2 separate regions of the Sus scrofa genome follow, and region 1 is linked to region 2. Evidence: chromatin contacts called from public HiChIP or PLAC-seq data. All regions are on one chromosome and are shown on one strand. The core of a region is the stretch at or near the end of the contact, and the rest is flanking DNA. Distances in the headings are between cores, read along the strand shown. Region 1 holds the start of NFATC2 (nuclear factor of activated T-cells 2). Region 2 overlaps NFATC2 (nuclear factor of activated T-cells 2).

The links. HiChIP or PLAC-seq counts read pairs in DNA pulled down with a chosen protein or histone mark.
Region 1: an H3K27ac HiChIP or PLAC-seq map of skeletal muscle shows a contact between it and region 2. The contact joins the promoter of NFATC2 here to the enhancer-like site in region 2. A contact is called at or near these places in 5 of 47 Hi-C or Micro-C datasets (embryonic fibroblasts, heart right ventricle, liver and 2 more) and 1 of 2 datasets of contacts at active chromatin or transcription factors (skeletal muscle).

What each region holds. Positions count from the first base shown.
Region 1 is chr17:52,887,554-52,891,605 of Sscrofa11.1, reverse strand. NFATC2 (nuclear factor of activated T-cells 2) reads left to right here and starts at 1,370. Exons shown (of 11, transcript NM_001113452.1): 1 at 1,370-1,730. The coding sequence starts at 1,601.
Region 2 is chr17:52,798,807-52,802,763 of Sscrofa11.1, reverse strand. All of the region lies in intron 6 of NFATC2 (nuclear factor of activated T-cells 2), which reads left to right. Among named protein-coding and RNA genes, the nearest start is that of NFATC2, 89 kb to the left of the region's middle. Within about 2 kb of position 2,108, at least 35 of the 83 cell types and tissues checked have an H3K27ac peak or open chromatin away from gene starts, as enhancers often do. A contact at or near this core is called in skeletal muscle, where this site is marked.

The DNA of each region.
Region 1 (4,052 bases), core at 121-2,620, 90 kb before region 2:
GGAATCTCTGAACCTCACCCACCTACGTTTCTGAGCCTGTGATTTTCAACACTCGTGGCCTTTTAGATTCATCCGAGGTCATTAAAAAAAAAAATACACTTTAGGATGTCCTTGTTCAGAGGGTTTGGATTGAAGCCTGGGCACAGATGTTCAAAAAAGTGTCCCAGGTGAACGTAATGTGCTGTAAGCATTGAAGGCCCCTGTTCTCGTCTCCCTTCTACCTCTGTGAGTCTGCTTCCTGACTTTGGCTAACTTGATCTGAGACCCCCTGGAAGTGTTTCATGGGAGCAGTAGTGGGTTCTTAGGTAGCCTTCCCCAAGGGTACCTGTTCATAATGTTCCCCTTGGGTGCTTGCTTAAAAATACGCATTTCTGAGCCTCTACTCCGGGCTTATGGACTCAGGCGCTCCAGTGAGGGTTCTGGGAATCTGCCCTTTTAACAAGCATCCGGGGATGCTTGCCACCTGCCGCCTCTCCATCGGCACTGCCCCCCTTGCTCCAGCTCCCACACATGAACTCCTGGCTTTTGCTTTCTTTGGGTTTCCGCTGCCCAAATATTCTTCCCCCAGATCTTCCCATCCGTCAGTCAGGGTTGTCCAAATGCCCCCTTCCCAGAGAGGCCCTACCTGACCACGGAAGGGACCAGAGCCTCCCCAGGCCCCAGCCTTTACCCTGTATCTCTGGTGGGTTTTCTCCTGACACTCTGCAGGGATGGTCTTGATTCCTTCTTCCCCGACCAGAACCTGAGCTTCCCAGGGCAAGTGTCTAGTCCCGTGCTAGGTCCCCGGCACCTGGCACAGGATAGTGACCAGGAAGTATAGATGTAAAGGTGGGAGGGACTCGCGCTTTTCAGCGTCTCTGTGGGTCTTTGCCAGGCCTTGGGGAATTGAGCGCAGGGCACACAGGTGACTGATGCAGGTGAAAATCATGCCAGAGCTGTGGGCGCGCAGAGGCACCTGGAGACACGGGTCCGCGATAGAAGGGAGTGGGTGCAGCCCCTCCCCCTCAGGGAAAAGAGGAAAAAGCTTGAGCTCAGCCAGTCACGGAGGGCAACACAAGTGGCGGCGGCTTTGTCCTCTAGAGCCTGGGTCCCGCAAGGGCGCAGCGCTCAACGCGAGGACAGTGGGAGCGGCGGCCTCGCCCGAGCGCCTGGCGGCGGCTGGCTGCGCGCGGTGCCCGGGCGGTGCGGCCAGGCCCAGGGGGCGGCCTCCTTCCTCCCGGGCGCCAGGCCGCCGGGGCCGCGCGCCTCTCCTCCCCTCCCTCCCTTCCTCCCTCCCTCCCTCCGCTGGTCCCCGGGTGGCGGCCCCGCCCCCGCCGGCCCGGCCGCGCTGTCCCCGCCCCCCCTCCCGGGCTGCAACAGGTGCCTCCGGAGCAGGAAGCTCGCGCCGCCGCTCTGCTCCCCGGGGCGCGTCCAGGACCCGCCGCGCCAGGCGCGCCATCCCCGGACCCGGCGTGCGTCCCCACGAGGACAGTGACCCCGCCGCTCGAGCCGCCCCTCCGCCCCGCTTCCTGCCACCGTCGCCACCCTCGGCGAGGGGCCCAGGAGAGAGCCGAGTCTGCCCTCGCCCCCGGCCCGCCGCCCTCTCGCCGCTTTGCACGCCATGGACGCCCCGGAGCCGCAGCCGGACCCCGACGGCGGGGACGCCCCGGGCCACGAGCCTGGAGGCGGTTCCCAAGACGAGTTCGACTTCTCCATCCTCTTCGATTATGACTATTTGAATCCTATCGAAGGTCGGTGGAGGCTCCCCCCGGCCTGGCCCTCGAGCCTGGGCTGGGGCTTGGGCCTGAGCAGTGGGCAGAGGGCCCTCTTTTGCTCCAGATGCCACACTTCCTGGGGGACCTGAAGAGGGGCTGCCTCTTCAGCCAGGTGGAGGGAAGGCGCGAGGCGGCAGCGACTGCAGCCACCTTTAGGGGGCGCTAGGCTCATTCCGCCCGTAGGGCGTCAGTTTCCAGTTACTTCTGCCTCAGGGTCGGTGGTAGCAAAGCAGAGGGTGGCCGGGGGTCTCTGCTGGCCTCTTGCGTGCTGCTGGGTCCTCTGAGGGCAGCGAAAGCTGTGAGTTTGCCTTTGGAGGGAGGCGGTGAGGAAGCTAAAGAATGGCGTTCGTGGGGAGGGGCCGGTGCAAAAAGAGGGCGTGTGAAGCGGCCCTCCTACCTTCGGGCACCACCGCGTGTGAGGTGTGAGCCGCGCGTGGTGGAGGACTGTGTGTTGACACTAGGAAGAGGCTGGCTGTGTCTGATGCGGGAGAGGGGTTCGACTTCAGGTCAGGCGGCTGGCCCATTTCCTCCCCGGGTTCTGCTGCCTTTGCAAATCCCCCCGACCGGCTCAGTCTGAGCTTTGTTGAGTGATCCCTTTACCCGCACGAGTCACGATGGCTGTGGGGGCTGGGGGGAGCCGGCCTGTGATGCGGGCAGCTGCAGGCTGTTCCTGTCTAAGCAGGCTGCCAGTCTGTGCCCCCTGGTGCCCTCTGCGCGGGGATTTCCCCAGGCCGGGCCTGCATTTCACGTGTTTCGCAGGAGCCTTGGTCAAAACGAGGAGGTCGCACACCAACCTCACTGTATTTTTCTGGGTAGCAGGTTGTCTTGGAACAAAACAAGAAAAAAAAAAAAAAAAACCCCAACCAGGCTTCCTGATTGTGACAGCCTAGCCCAGCCATTGCTTACTGGAGCCTCAGGGGCAGGCCTGTTGGTACCTTCCAGAGGCACTTGGGCTTGGCTGCGGCCACAGAGTAGGAAGGGATTGTGCTGGCTGGTGTGTGTAGGCGGCCGTTTCTGGAATCTCCCAGGCTTACTGTTTCCCAGAGATGCTGTGTTAGGCGGGTGACGGAGAAGTTTTAACTTCGCTTCCACCACGGCTTCCCTGGCGATCTTCGAGGGAGGGGTTGGCTCTGACTTTGGAGGATGCCCTTCACTCAGATACCAAGTGAAGCTGGTAATTAGTCCTTATTCTGTATTTTGGCTGGAGATGGAAATAATTAGCCAGCCAAAGAGACCAGCCTTCTCGAGTTGCAATCTGGAGGCCATCCTTTCCTTTGAAAAGATACAATTAAGAATCTGCAAACGATCCTTTTAGCATCAGTGGTCTTTCTGTTCCTTAAGATTAAAGCCGTATTTTGCAGGGAACTAATACTTACACCCCTCCCAGATTCACAATCAACGCACTTTTTTTTTTTTTTTTTTCTTCCCTGCAGCAGGGGAGATTTCCGGGGAAATAGTTTCCAAGCCAAATCTGATGGGAGGTGCTTTTTATAGTTTTTCTTGGCAAGTGGTGCTCGGTGGCTGCCAGATGGGTGTCTAAGTGACCACAGGGAAGGCCCCTGAGTCTATTTCTTATTGATAAACTTTATTTTTTGGAACAGTTTTTGATTTACAAAAGAGTTGTAAAGATAGTACGAGAGGTGTCTTAGGATTAACATCTTACATTGGTATATGGGATGTACTTGTTATAATTTATGAGCCAGTATCATGCAGTGCGATGAACCCAAGTCCATAATTTATTTGGATTCAGACTGTCCTTGTTTTTTTATGAGCTTGGCAGTTTGAGGAGCACTGGTTCGGGACATTGTAGCCTATCCCTCCAGTAGGGTCTTAACGTTTTTCTCATGGGTAGACAGGGCTGAGGGTTTGGAGGAGGGAGACTGCAGAGGTACAGGGACCATTTCCATCATGTCACATCCTTGTCGCTACCGTCAGCATGACTTACCACTGTGGAGGTTGGTCTTGATCAAGTGGCCGAGGTAGCGTTTGACAGGTTCCTCCACCGTCAAGTTACTCCTTTGCAAACTGTGCTCTTTGGAAAGAAGTCATTATGTGCAGCCCCGCTTTGGGAGTGAGGAGTTATGCTTTGGAATCTATAAAATAACGACTCCTTGCTGGGAAGTCAGCAGCCCAGAAACATCACGGCTCAGGGAGAGAGGATGTCATGAGCCTTGAGAGGCTACAGCGAGCTCTTCCAGATGTCCAGGGTCGGATTCTGGCTCACCCAGATGTTAATAGCAGTCACCTCTCTCTCTGCTTCCGCAGGAGGGAACTCCCCAAGGGCCAACGCTAGCTTCT
Region 2 (3,957 bases), core at 859-3,358:
CTTATTATATTATTTTTATTACTATTTTTGATTATTTGCATGACTCCCAAGAGCCTGTAGGATCTGGCCCTTGCCCACCTCTCGGATGGCGGCTCTTTTCACCGGCCCCCTTGCTCCTTGGGCTGCAGCTGTACCATCTTCACTTTGTCCTCAAACACCCCACATGCCTTTCTGTCCCAGGACCTTTGCTTTTGCTGTTTCCTCCTGGGTTGCATCCTTCTGTTCCTACAAGTCTCAGCTCTGAGGTGACTTTCTTTACTTTTTCTTTCTTTTTTATTTTTAGATTAAAAAAATTTTTTTTCGAGTACAGTTGACTTACAGTGTGGGGCAACTTCCTCTGTACAGCAAAAGGGATCTAGGCATACATACATACACTTTCCTTTTCTCATTTTATCTTCCGCCGTGGTCTACCCCAGGAGACTGGATGGAGTTCTAGCTCCCTGTGCTATACAGCAGGACCTCCTTGCTCATCCGTTCTAAATGTCATCGCTTGCATCTACTAACCCCAAACTCCCTGGCCATCCCCCTCCCTCCCCCCTCCCCCTTGGCAACCACAAGTCTGTTCTCCACGTCTGTGAGTCTGTTTCTGCTTTGTAGTTAGGTTCATCTGTGCCATAGTTTAGATTCCACATATAAGTGATATCATATGGTATTTATCTTTCTCTTTTGGTTTTGCTTCACTTAGCATGAGCATCTCTGGTTGCATCCAAGTTGCTGCACATGGCATTGTTTCATTCTTTTTTACAGCTGGGTAATATTCCCTTGTATATATAATCCATTCATCTGTCCGTGGGCATTTGGGTTGCTTCCATGTCTTGGCTATTGCGAATAGTGCTGCTGTGAACATGTGGGTGCATGTGTCTTTTTGAATTATAGTTTTGTCCGGCTATATGCCCAGGAGTGGCATTGCTGGGTCACATGGTAGTTCTCTAGTTTTCTGAGGAACGGTCATACTGTTTGCCATAGTTGTGGTGCCAACTGACATTCCCACCAACAGTGCAGGAGGGTTCCCTCTTCTCCACACCCAGGGGATTTTCTTGACAGGCTCCTCCTTGACCATCAGCTCTCACACTCTGTCCCGTTCCGTCCCATTGTCCTGCCCTCTTTTCTTGGTAGCACTTAGCTCTATTGGATTTGCCTTGTCTATTTGTTCACTCATTTGTTTTCTTGTTTCCCCCCCCTGCCCCCCCCGGTTAGGGTTCCTTGAGGAAGAAGACTTGGTGTTTGCTCTGGTATCTGCAGAATCTAGAACAGTCCCTGGCACTTCATAGGTGCTTATACATATTGTTGAATGAACATGTCATCTCCTTTGATAATCACATGGGCCCTGAGAGGCTGGCAGCCTTAGCCCCATTTTATAGATAAGGTAACGGAGGCTCACAGAGGTCAAGCCATGGACCCCAGGTCAGCTCACTGCTAGTGACAGAGCTGGAATCCCAAGCAGCATTTGTTATTGTCACCCCCCAACACCCCCAGAAATCTCTCTAGTCACATTCAAGAGGACGAAGAGGAACCAAACAGATCAGGACCTTTCCTATTTACTGTTTTCAGCAATTGCTGAAAAGCCGTTCTATAGTCTCTGCAATTGAAAAAATGTGTAACCTTCCAGGCGAAGTTCACGCCGGGAAGTCCAGGCTGTTCCTGACTTCAGCTGGGAACCCTGGCCCCCGGCCACCCAGGCCTCAGGCGGAGTCGGGGGTCCCAGCAAAACATTGCAAAACAGGAAAAAATCTAAGGACACAAAAATAAAAGTGATGTGGCAGCGGAAACGGGGTTGCCATGGCTCTGAGCGACTCGCCGCGCCTGGGTGGGATCCAGTGTTTTGGAAGGTTCCTCCACATGACACAGGGTTTTGGAATTTTTCAGCTGGTAAATCTTTCTTAATTCAGGGCCCCCGGCCCCCGCCAAGGAGCTCCCTGGCTCTCTGTGTCCCGCGGGGGCGTAGGTTGGAAACGTGCCTGTGTTGGATTACTCAGCTTTGAAACTTAAATTGTTTGAAGAGGACTTGTTTTGTTTTGTTGGACGATTTTCTTGGAACAGTCTGATGGCAGAGGCTTCTATCACCTGTTGAGAGGGCAAACTGACTTTTTCGAAAGGAGGCGTGGGTGGTGGAATTCCCTCTTTCCCACTGAGTCATCATCCGAATATGAGTCATTTTATGACTTGGAGGTTCCCAAAGGTTGTATTTTGAGCTTTGTTTAATAAATATAAATGCATAGGCTTAAAATAAAAATTTTTTGCTAAATTAAGTAGTTTTCCATGAATTAGTACCCTGGAAACGCTGGAACGGTCTTCGAGAAAACACCTCCTCTTCCCACCTGTTTTTCTCCACGGCTTTGGTTCCACGCGGTCTGGTGTTTGCTGAAACAATAGACCTCGTCTGGGAGCCTCTCTGCCTTGGACTCCCCTCTGGGAAAGGTCAGACTCCAAGCTGGGCTTGACCATGACTAAGGCTCTGGAGACCTTTGCCCTTGGTGACTCATGTCCACAGTGTCATCGGTCCCCTGGGCTGGAGCCCACCACTTAGATGCAGCTGGCTGGGATGTGAAGCTTTGCTCCAAAGGCAGAGGCTAGCTCGCTGCTCTGAAGCCCCACTGGAGACAGAGAAAATGGCCTTATTTTCAGAGGCCTGAATTGTTGCCCAAATTTCAGTCCTCTTGCATGAGAGAACAGACTTTGGAGTGAAAGAATCCTGCTGTTTAAATGCCTTCAAAAGAGGACACAGAGAAATGAGGTTTCTAATTAACTTGGGTCGTAGTGTTTCCCCATCAGAAATTGCTCTTGGCGCCAACAGATGTTCTGTGATTTGCAATTAGCAGGTGGGCATTTCCACCCTGGTCAAGAAAATCATAATACCTTTTATTAATGAACGGTCTGACACCCTGTTGTGCTATTTTTTCCTTTATGTTTGGTTGAACGCCTTTTTTTTTTTTTTTTTTTTTTTTTTTTAAAGTAAAAATTGTAGATCTCTAAGCCGTAAGCAGGCTGGATTGTGGATCATCCAGACTGGGCTTGAAGCCTGGATAGGCCTCATATTTTGTGCTTTGGGATTCAGTTTCCCCATCTTTAAGAGGGAGTCGGTAGTTATTTTAACACTAAAAGGAGATCAAAGATCTGAAAGGGTCGGACCATGGAAGGTGCCCAGAAAAGTCAGCTGACCTTGCACGTGTCCCCTGGAAGCAGGGAAGGCAGGCCTGTGTTGGTTTCTTGTCCGGGAGAAGAACCCTTCCTGGCAGGAGTTTCTCCCCTCCTCTCACCCCGGAGCCATCAGACTCCTGCTGTCACGCCTCAGTGACAGCCCACCCCCTGCCCCCAACTAACAGATGGGGAGGCCACTTGCTGGCTCGCAGAATGAGGTTGGCTGACTTGCTTGAGGCGACAGAGCACGTCAGAGGAAGACTGGGTCCCACACCCCCCACTTCCTCGTTCCCAGAGGGACTGGCTCTGTGAGCTGGGGTGGAGCATCGCTGAGAAGAGGCGCCTCTAGGATGGGATGCAAGAGGAGCTGAAGTCCGGCCTCCACATTAAATGACCTGTCCATGCTCTTTTGGCCTCGCTCTGCTCACTCAGCCCCCAGGACTTCCATAGGTGCTCCCTAGACATTCATTGAATACCTACTGTGTGCACGTGCTGTGCCAAGTGCTGGCGGGGCAGGGGGAGGCATGTGACAGACGAGGTCCCTGCCCTCGGGCTGGACAGTCTCAAACTTGTTTGTAAGCAGGCCACCTTGAGATGGGGAGAGTGCAGGGAAACCAGACGTAGGAGCAAGAACGAAGGATCTGGTGGTCAGGAGAAAAATAGAAACTGTGGAGTTAAATTCAAATCTCAGACAACTAACTTCTTTAGTATGGATGTGTCCCATGCAGTAGCAGAGTTTGGGACATACGGATAGGTTAAAAGATATTCATTGTTTTCTGAAATTCAGATTCAACTGGATGGTCTATGTTTTAGTTCATT